Regions from separate parts of the Mus musculus genome. Here all the other regions are linked to region 2. A link is a contact called in public Hi-C and HiChIP or PLAC-seq data. All regions are on one chromosome and are shown on one strand. Each heading gives the region's core, a stretch centred on a gene start, on an enhancer-like site or on the middle of the called end of the contact. The rest is flanking DNA. Distances are from core to core; before and after follow the strand shown. Region 1 has its middle 12 kb from the start of Gm30624. Region 2 has its middle 19 kb from the start of Gm29916. Region 3 has its middle 19 kb from the start of Gm40763.

Region 1 (2,700 bases), core at 100-2,599, 570 kb before region 2:
ATGTGGCCCAGTCTCCTGTTGTAGAAATACCCGCAGGGTGATATATGCGTGTTCATTACACACCTACCGTTTGCCAGGCACCTAGGAACAGAGCCTCTCCGTGAGCTTCCCTTCACTTCATGAAGAAATGTCGTAGAGTGTATAACCTAGTCTGTAATGTCGACGAGTGGTGTGAGGAGACATGGGAGTGGATGATGGGAAAGGCCTATAATTAAGAGCTGAGGGTTGAGAGGGGGCAGCAACAGAAGCTCTAGAGAGGGGGGGCAGGAGCAAGAGGAGAAGAGAAAGGAGCAAGAGCTCTAGAGAGCAAGAGAGGGAGAGGAGGGGGCAAGCAGCCCCTTTTATAGTGAGGCAGGCACATCTGGCTGTGGTCCGGTAACTGTGGGGCAGAGCCTAGACTAAATGCCAGCACTGGGTATTTGAAGTCGTGTGAGCATTGTAAATGACCTGGAATTTTATTCTTGGTCAATGGGATGTCATTCAAAGACAGGACTAAGAAAATGGCTTTCAACAATGTTCATGGGGTCACTCTTGGGACGATGAAAAGACCACAGTGAGAAAAGAGGGTACCCAGTGAGGCCACTGGCCAGCACTACAAGATGAAAGGGGCACAATTGCCCTACTGGGGCCATGTTCAGTCTGAGATGTCTGTTAGACATCTAGGAGGAAAGGTTAATGACATAATTGAAAATGCGAGTCTGGTTTGAATTAAAAAACAAAAACAAAAAACAAATGCTGGACTAGGAGTATAGATTTTTAGCATTTGGGGGACCTGGCAAACTCAGGGAAGGGGCATTCAAAGGAAAGAAAGAAAACTGTGTAGAAAATCCACCATTCACAGCCTCACAAAGAGAAGCCTGAAAAAGAGACAAACTGGGGTGGGGGTGGGGTGGGAGTTCTGCATGATATAGAGGAAGCCCAGATAAGACTGTTACAACAGGAAACTGACCAACTCTGCCAAACTCTGCTAAAGGAGAGAGTAACCAAACACTGGTTGGTCAGTGCCTAATCTCAATTCCCCTATAGGATCCATTGCAGTGGGTTGGATGGGTTGGGGGACGCAGATAATCGAACTCTAAAGTTGCTCCCCACCTTTTGCTTTTATGACTTGACACAGCTATAAGTATCCCTTCTACACTGTCCCTTATACATCCCTAAGGACACCATTCTGACGTCCTCAATTCCTCCACCACTATTTCAAAACAAATATAGATTTTACTGGAAGAAAAAGTAAATAAAATGAAATGAGTCAACCCACTGAATCTCTCCCCAGGCCCTAAAGGCTCAGGAACAACTTCGCTAAGTGCCCTTGGGATGCCTTGCTGGAGTCAAGTGTTTACAGTAGAGTCTCCAGTTTCACTCTGAATGACCTCACTCAATAGAGCGAAGCCCGGCAGATCCGGTTTGACAGCCTCTCTCCAACTCAGCTCTAATCAGCCAAGGATCAGATCTGCTGTCACCCCATTCTTCAGGATGAATCAGCTTTTCAAGTGGAAGGGAAGGAGAATCAGTCTGTTAAGTCAAAGTTACCCGAGCTGCCCGTCTATTCATGAGAAGCTAGGGAGATTGTAAAAGGCCTCTGTTAGTTTCACATCTCAGAGAAAGAAGAAAATTAGTCTTCATCCGCTGAGGTTGGCAGAACAGAACCCATGAACTGGGTATTTCACAAGTGACAGCAATTTCCTCCCCACAGTTCTTAAAGTCCCAGTTCTTAAAGCCCAGTGACAGCAGAGTCACTGTCTTTTGAAGGAGTATTTCCTGATTCATAGAGGGCACTTTCTCACTGGGCCTTCATAGGACATGACTGCAAATGCCCACCTTTGGGTATCATCAGGAGGGGCTGCACCCCACACACGGAAGGAGAAAGTCACCTCTCCCACAGCCCCGTGATGCAAAGTCATGGCGTTGCTGATTTTGCTTCCACACAGAATTTGAGAGAACCCAAACGTTCAGACCGCAGTGGCGTGTTTACATGCACAGACAGGCATGCATATAAACACATATAAACTCATTTCCTTTTTAATCTTCTGGTTCAATGATAATCTCTTATGTGTGGAAGAGGGCACTTTTGCTTCCCAGACAGCAGCTGTCATGACGGAGACACTGCAGGCATCTCGGGTGGATGGGGAGGCCAGGATGCCACCAAAAAAAGCCCGCACAATGGACAGAACATCTCCCCACAGAAAAATCTGACCCAAAACGTCAAGAAGTTCAAGTAGAGAAACCCGGAAGTCATGACGGAAGGGCAGGAGCATCAACAGAATCTGCTTAGTCTTCAACAGCGTGGCATCTTTATTGGCCTGGTGTGTTCTAATGAATCTATGCTGTAATCTGATAATATACGATCTAATGAATCTATACTGTAACCTCTGAATGAAAATTCAGAACTGTGAACTGGAATCACAGGTGGTGATGTATGTCGCTAATATACACATCTGCCCTTGCTGAGGCCACAGAAAATCATTTTCTAAATGGATAATGTCAACCTTATATACACCAGTCCTTTTCAAACTTTGCTCAGATCTCATTAAATGGAGAAATCTGCCTCACCTTGTGGACACTCAGTTTTCTCTTCTCGAATTTACATGATCCCTTGCTTGCCTCTAGACTGAGAACAGGCTTCAAGAAAACTGACTACCAGGCTCAAGACCTCAAACTACCTGAATCCAACCGGTCCACCCAACCCAACGGGCCCCTGGT
Region 2 (2,700 bases), core at 91-2,590:
ACGGACTTAAAAACAACAGACCAAGCTGAGCATGGACTGAACTCTCAAACCCGAGGCTCCCACCAGAGGCTCCTCGTTTGCTCTCTATTGCTGTGATAAATATCACGGCCAAGAGTAACCTGGGAGAGGAAAGGGTTAACCCAAGTTATAATCCACCAGGAAGGGAAATCCAGGCAGGACTCAGAGGTAATGGAGGAACGCAGTTTAGAAACTTGCTCCTGGTTGCTGAGCTTATTTATTTATTTTTATTCATCCCAGAACTATCAACCCAGGAGTGGTCTGGACTATTCCACATGGATCATTGGTGAAGAGAATGCTCCCCCACAGACTTGCTCACCGGCCAATCAGATGGAGGCATTTTTCTCTCTTCCCAGATTGCCCTAGCTGTGTCAAGCTAACGCAATACTGACCAGCACAGACTTCTTGCTCATGTTCAGGAAGCTAACGGAGCACTTCTCTTAGCTAAGTCAGCTGCTTATTCTCTGCGGTTGCTGCCTCACGGTCGGACGGACGGACGTGAAGTCTGATGACTCACGCCATGCCGCTTGACAATAGCCAATCCTGGGTGCTCTGTGACCGTGACACCCCCAGCTTTGGCACTACTCACTCGCTACTCTGAATTTGAGTCTTTCCATTTCTGACACCTACAAGCCTCCCCTTTCTTACATGGATTTGAGTATGAGGAGCGGAGGGGGCCAGTCTACATCCGGTCAGTTCATGGATCAAAACAAAAGCACGACTATAAAGGATCAGAGAATCAATATTATCTATATTATCCCTCAGCTTGCGGCTACTACACCTGGGTGGGGCTGGGGGCGGGGCAGCAACCTGAGAGACGGGGGGGCGGGGGGGGGGCGGGGGGGGGCACGTTCTGAATGAAGCAAGCTTTTGATTCCGCTGCCAGAATCCTGTCTGCTTCACCTGCAAAGATGAAACAGAATTTAGAAACTTGATTGTCTGTCTTGAAGACCAGAAAGTCTGACGCTCATAAGATTGAAGGCATAGGTGATTTAAGAAACATCCACAGCAGTGACTGGTCCAAGTTCTTTGAAAAGTGTCTCGGAGGCGTTCGCTTTCCTTTCAAGATTCGGAATGCGCAAGAAGCTGCTGATTGGTGGCTTGGTTTTACGCTTAGTCTTGGATAAAGAAACACTGTTGGAAAACAAACTTGGTAACAAGAACCACACATGGAAACTACCGCATCAATGCAGGATTAATCGGCTCCAAACACGCACAGATTCCCCTCTGCTAAAGCAGGAAATACTCTGGGTCCCACCAGCTGCATCCTCCTCGCTGGAGGCCAAAGATGCCAGAGATATTTAAGCCTAAGTGCTTTCGGTTCTGTCCTGGCCAGAGGCCACGGGTGCCAGGAAATAGAAGCAGTTTTGCCTTATCTCCCTTGGCCTAAAGGAACCCTTTTCCCAGAAACCAAATATGATGTCAGGGCTGAGACCAGGAATGGGAGCGGGCTTGATCGGCTCACCCCAGCTCCAGGCCTCCATCCAGTGAGGTCTCATTGGGAGACTCACTGGAATCCCACTTTCTGGGAACCCAGTGGCATGGGGACCCTGACTTTTTCCTTTTTGAGTTTTCTGCAATAGAACCGTTCTTACTAAAACTCACCCTCTGTGAGTCATGGAATTCATTCTTCCAGTTCGTGAGAAGAGAACCTGAAAGCCACTGGCTCCAACCGCTGTGGTTTTCTGAGTTATCTGAGACCCTAGTTCCCCAAGGTGAGCTCACAGAGCAGAAGAGAGGCCCTGCTCACAGACACCTCAAACTTTACATATTGTTAGAATCTGATAAGTCAAAAATTACTTAAACTGCAACTCAAGATGGACATTGGTCAACATGGATGTAAATAATTCCAGCGTTAGGGTTAATTTAATGGCTGTGGCTGGCCTCCTTCAGATTCAAACTCATCATGGCTGCTTGGGAATGCTTAAGACAACCCACAGTTCCTTTAGGAGACTGTAGTACAAGCCATAGCTGCTAAGGCAACTCATACAAAAGAGAGCATGCTGTTGCTTTAAACAAATTCCTAGTTTTGACATAAGAAATGCAGTTCTTGGCCAGGCGGCTCAAATTCTACATAGGGAAGAAGAGTTCAGCAAGCTAACAGACAAAACGAGTGAGGGCATAGTAGCTACTGGGCAAAGATTACTATTCAAGGACAGATTACAGACTGGGCAAAGCCGGAACACGCGAGCATCAGGATTGCAACTTCTTACCTGTTTAGCCCAACCCGGAACCTTGTGCGCTTCCTGTGTGAGCATTTGGAAACCAAGTGTCAGGTGTTTGCAAGTGGGATTCCAGAAAACTGATTGTGCTTCATAGCTTGGCCAACACTGTTTTTTCCATTAATAAAGTTTGGGAGAGCAAAAGAGAAGGAGAGGAAAAGGGGGAGGAGAAGGAGGAGGAGGAAGGAGAGCAGGTGGGAGGCAAAGGAGGAGGAGAGGGAGGAGGGGAGGAGTGAGAAGAATAGGAGGAGAAAGAGGAGAAAAAAGGGGGGAAGGGGAAGAGGAAGGAGAGAAAGAGAAAGGAGGGGGAGAGAAAAAGGAAGGAGGGGAGAAGGGAAAGAGGGAGAAGGTTGTTCTATGTAATTTGTGTAGTTCTGCATTACCCCTCTCCTTCAGGGGTTCTCTTTCTATAAGCAACTTGCCTATTTTTTTTTTTAATGTATCCCTTAGCGAGACCCAG
Region 3 (2,700 bases), core at 151-2,650, 550 kb before region 2:
ACCACATGAAGTATTCTTTTCTTTCTCTCTCTCTCTTGTTTTCCAAAATCCCTTGCTGACCTTGGGATCTACCCTGTAAGCAAGAAACTGAGGCCCCATGCATTTGATGTGCTCAGCAATGATGAAAAGTGTAACTCCTTTGCTTCTTCCAGTTAATGACATTGGGACTGTCTCCTCCATGCACGGGGAAGCGAGCTCTGGAAAAGGCCAACTTCTGTTATGGACGCTTCCTGGTCTTTTCCTTTTCTCTTCCTTTAGTTTCCCTGGATCCAAGGATGAAGGGGAGGAGTGCTTACATCAGCTGACCTACCTTTCCCATCTCCCCCTACCCACTCCCATCCCCAACACTCACATTGCAAAGTTAATTAAAAACCTAGGGCAGATATGTCTGCATGATTTGAGTAACTGGCCCCTTTGTACAAGGAGACAACAGGGAAGTTCCTGCCAGGGCAGCTCAGGTGGCTGCTCGCCTGGGAGAGAACTGAGATCTTGTCTAGGGCTTGTCACTCTTTGCATGTATCTCCAAGGCACAAGTGAGACCAGCAGGCCTGTGGCTGTGCCTGTCACACTCACTTTACCCCAGCTGTCTAGAAGCATTTGACGGCTGTGTATACATTTGTGTGTGTGTGTGTGTGTGTGAGTGTAAGTGTGTGTGTGTATGAGTGTGTGTGAGTGTGTGAGTATGTATATGTGTGTGTGTTTATGTGTGTATGAGTGTGTGTGTGTGTGTGTGTAAGTGTGTGTATGTATGAGTGTGTGTGAGTGTGTGAGTATGTATATGTGTGTGTGTTTATGTGTGTATGAGTGTGTATGAGTGTGTGTGTGTGTGTGTGTGTGTGTGTGTGTATGTGTGTGTGCTCTGCTTCTGAAGCAGAGATAAGAGCTCTCTTATGTTATTAGCACTTAGATGAGTGTCCTGAGCCATGGACATAAACTAAACCCAAAAGCAAGAAATATCACTGGGCAGCTTCTTATTGCTTCTAATTAAATGTTGCTACAATTGTCACGACTGTCCCCACAGTCCTATACTTCCCTCTAACCTCGCTAATAACCCAGGGCCAGTGTTCACTTTGTTAATGATGAGAAGGTGAGGCTGGGGAAGGAAATGCTCTCTGTACCCAAGCATCACAAGCATCAAGTGTCTGGACTGGCAACCGGTGTCCTCTAACCTGCAACAAACAGTCTTCGGAATTTACAAACAGAGATCCAAGACGTCCCTGAGCTGTGCCAGCTAAGCCAGTGGGTGCCGATGTGTGATCTGAACTACACCTCCCAATAAGCCTGCAATGATCAGCAGACCCAAAAGCGTTCCTATCTACCCAAACACACGCATAGTGTGCTGTAGGCATCTGTAAAAGCAGGTTGGGGACCGTAGTAATACAATGCTCTGGAAAGAGGAAATAGCTGGTAATTAGCTTAGTCCTTCTTATTCCCTGCTGAGAGTTTCTGCACCTGGGCACTGTGCCCACGGTAAAGGGAGAGGAAGAACCATAACCTAAGGAAGACTTGCAAGTGACTGAAGCACAGAGGTAGAAATGCCAGGGTCTTGCCTCACCCTGAGGCAGTCGGAGCAAAACAGTCTGAGTTAGAATTAGCTTCACGTCAACTGGAACGGCAGCTTAAGAACTCCTCTTGTCAGAGATTTTTTTCCCCCTTTTCCAGTCGAAAGAACTAAAGACAAGCCCGAAGTCAGAAGAACAATAAAGCAGGTAAAAACTTGCACTGAACACAAACAGAGACCCATTCTTGTGACTGGCAAGCCATAGGTCATGGTTCGGTACTTCAGTATGACGGCCGTATTCCCTCTGTGACTCACATGCTCTCTGTAGAAAGACTCTGCGGGGAGGATATGAGTAGCTAGCTTAAATAATTGCAGGGTACCTGTGCCACCGGGACTCCTGTTGCTGGAGCGACCGCATCTCTCCGTATTCAGGGAAGTGTTTTCATATGACCCAGCCAAGGAGCTCATGTCTGTGACACCCCGGGGAAATTAAGGAATGATTTTTGAGAAACGGCAGACGAAATTAAGGTTCTTGTAGAATTGGGCTGGATTTTCTCAGAAGAGAATATAAATACCAGTCTGGCAGGAAGGTACATGCCTGTAACCCTGGCACTCGGGACACAGGGGTAAAAGGCTTATGAGTTCAAAGGCAATCAAGAGCTATAAACAGAGGTGGAGGCCAATTTTGGCTACATGGTAAGACCCCATCTCAAGTAAGTAAGTAAATTAATGGCTGGCACTGTGCTCTAACAAGGTCGTCTTTATCTCTAGACTTAGAAGAATCCCATGAGATAGCAGTATTATCACTAGTATTTTTGAAGTGAGGAGACAGACTAGGAGATATTAATTAACACCCCAAGGTCACAAGTGCTAGTAAAGGCAGCCTTCCAGCCCAGTTGTGCAGGCTGCTAGACCCACCATGGCCTTCCCTACCCACTGCTCCACAAATCCTGCCCTTAAGAACCAAGGCAATATCAACACAGAGCTATTCTCTTTTTTTTTTTTTTTTTTTTTTTTTTTTTATTTATTATATGTAAGTACACTGTAGCTGTCTTCAGACGCACCAGAAGAGGGCATCAGATCTCTGTTACAGGTGGTTGTGAGCCACCATGTGGTTGCTGGGATTTGAACTTTGGACCTTTGGAAGAGCAGTCGGGTGCTCTTACCCCCTGAGCCATCTCACCAGCCCCCAGAGCTAT

What was found. HiChIP or PLAC-seq counts read pairs in DNA pulled down with a chosen protein or histone mark. A called contact is a pair of places that touch in the nucleus more often than the background predicts.
Region 1: a contact with region 2 is called in a Hi-C map of the G1E-ER4 cell line, with 3 times the contacts expected there. The contact joins two enhancer-like sites. A contact is called at or near these places in 2 of 484 Hi-C or Micro-C datasets (both in the G1E-ER4 cell line) and 1 of 115 datasets of contacts at active chromatin or transcription factors (bone marrow-derived macrophages).
Region 3: a contact with region 2 is called in a CTCF HiChIP or PLAC-seq map of large pre-B cells, with 3 times the contacts expected there. The contact joins two enhancer-like sites.

The regions. Positions count from the first base shown.
Region 1 is chr10:111,671,645-111,674,344 of GRCm38.p6, reverse strand. No RefSeq gene overlaps it. Among named protein-coding and RNA genes, the nearest start is that of Gm30624, 12 kb to the left of the region's middle. Within about 2 kb of position 1,349, at least 155 of the 459 cell types and tissues checked have an H3K27ac peak or open chromatin away from gene starts, as enhancers often do. A contact at or near this core is called in the G1E-ER4 cell line and bone marrow-derived macrophages, where this site is marked.
Region 2 is chr10:111,101,076-111,103,775 of GRCm38.p6, reverse strand. No RefSeq gene overlaps it. Among named protein-coding and RNA genes, the nearest start is that of Gm29916, 19 kb to the right of the region's middle. Within about 2 kb of position 1,340, at least 141 of the 459 cell types and tissues checked have an H3K27ac peak or open chromatin away from gene starts, as enhancers often do. A contact at or near this core is called in the G1E-ER4 cell line and bone marrow-derived macrophages, where this site is marked.
Region 3 is chr10:111,653,726-111,656,425 of GRCm38.p6, reverse strand. No RefSeq gene overlaps it. Among named protein-coding and RNA genes, the nearest start is that of Gm40763, 19 kb to the right of the region's middle. Within about 2 kb of position 1,400, at least 29 of the 459 cell types and tissues checked have an H3K27ac peak or open chromatin away from gene starts, as enhancers often do.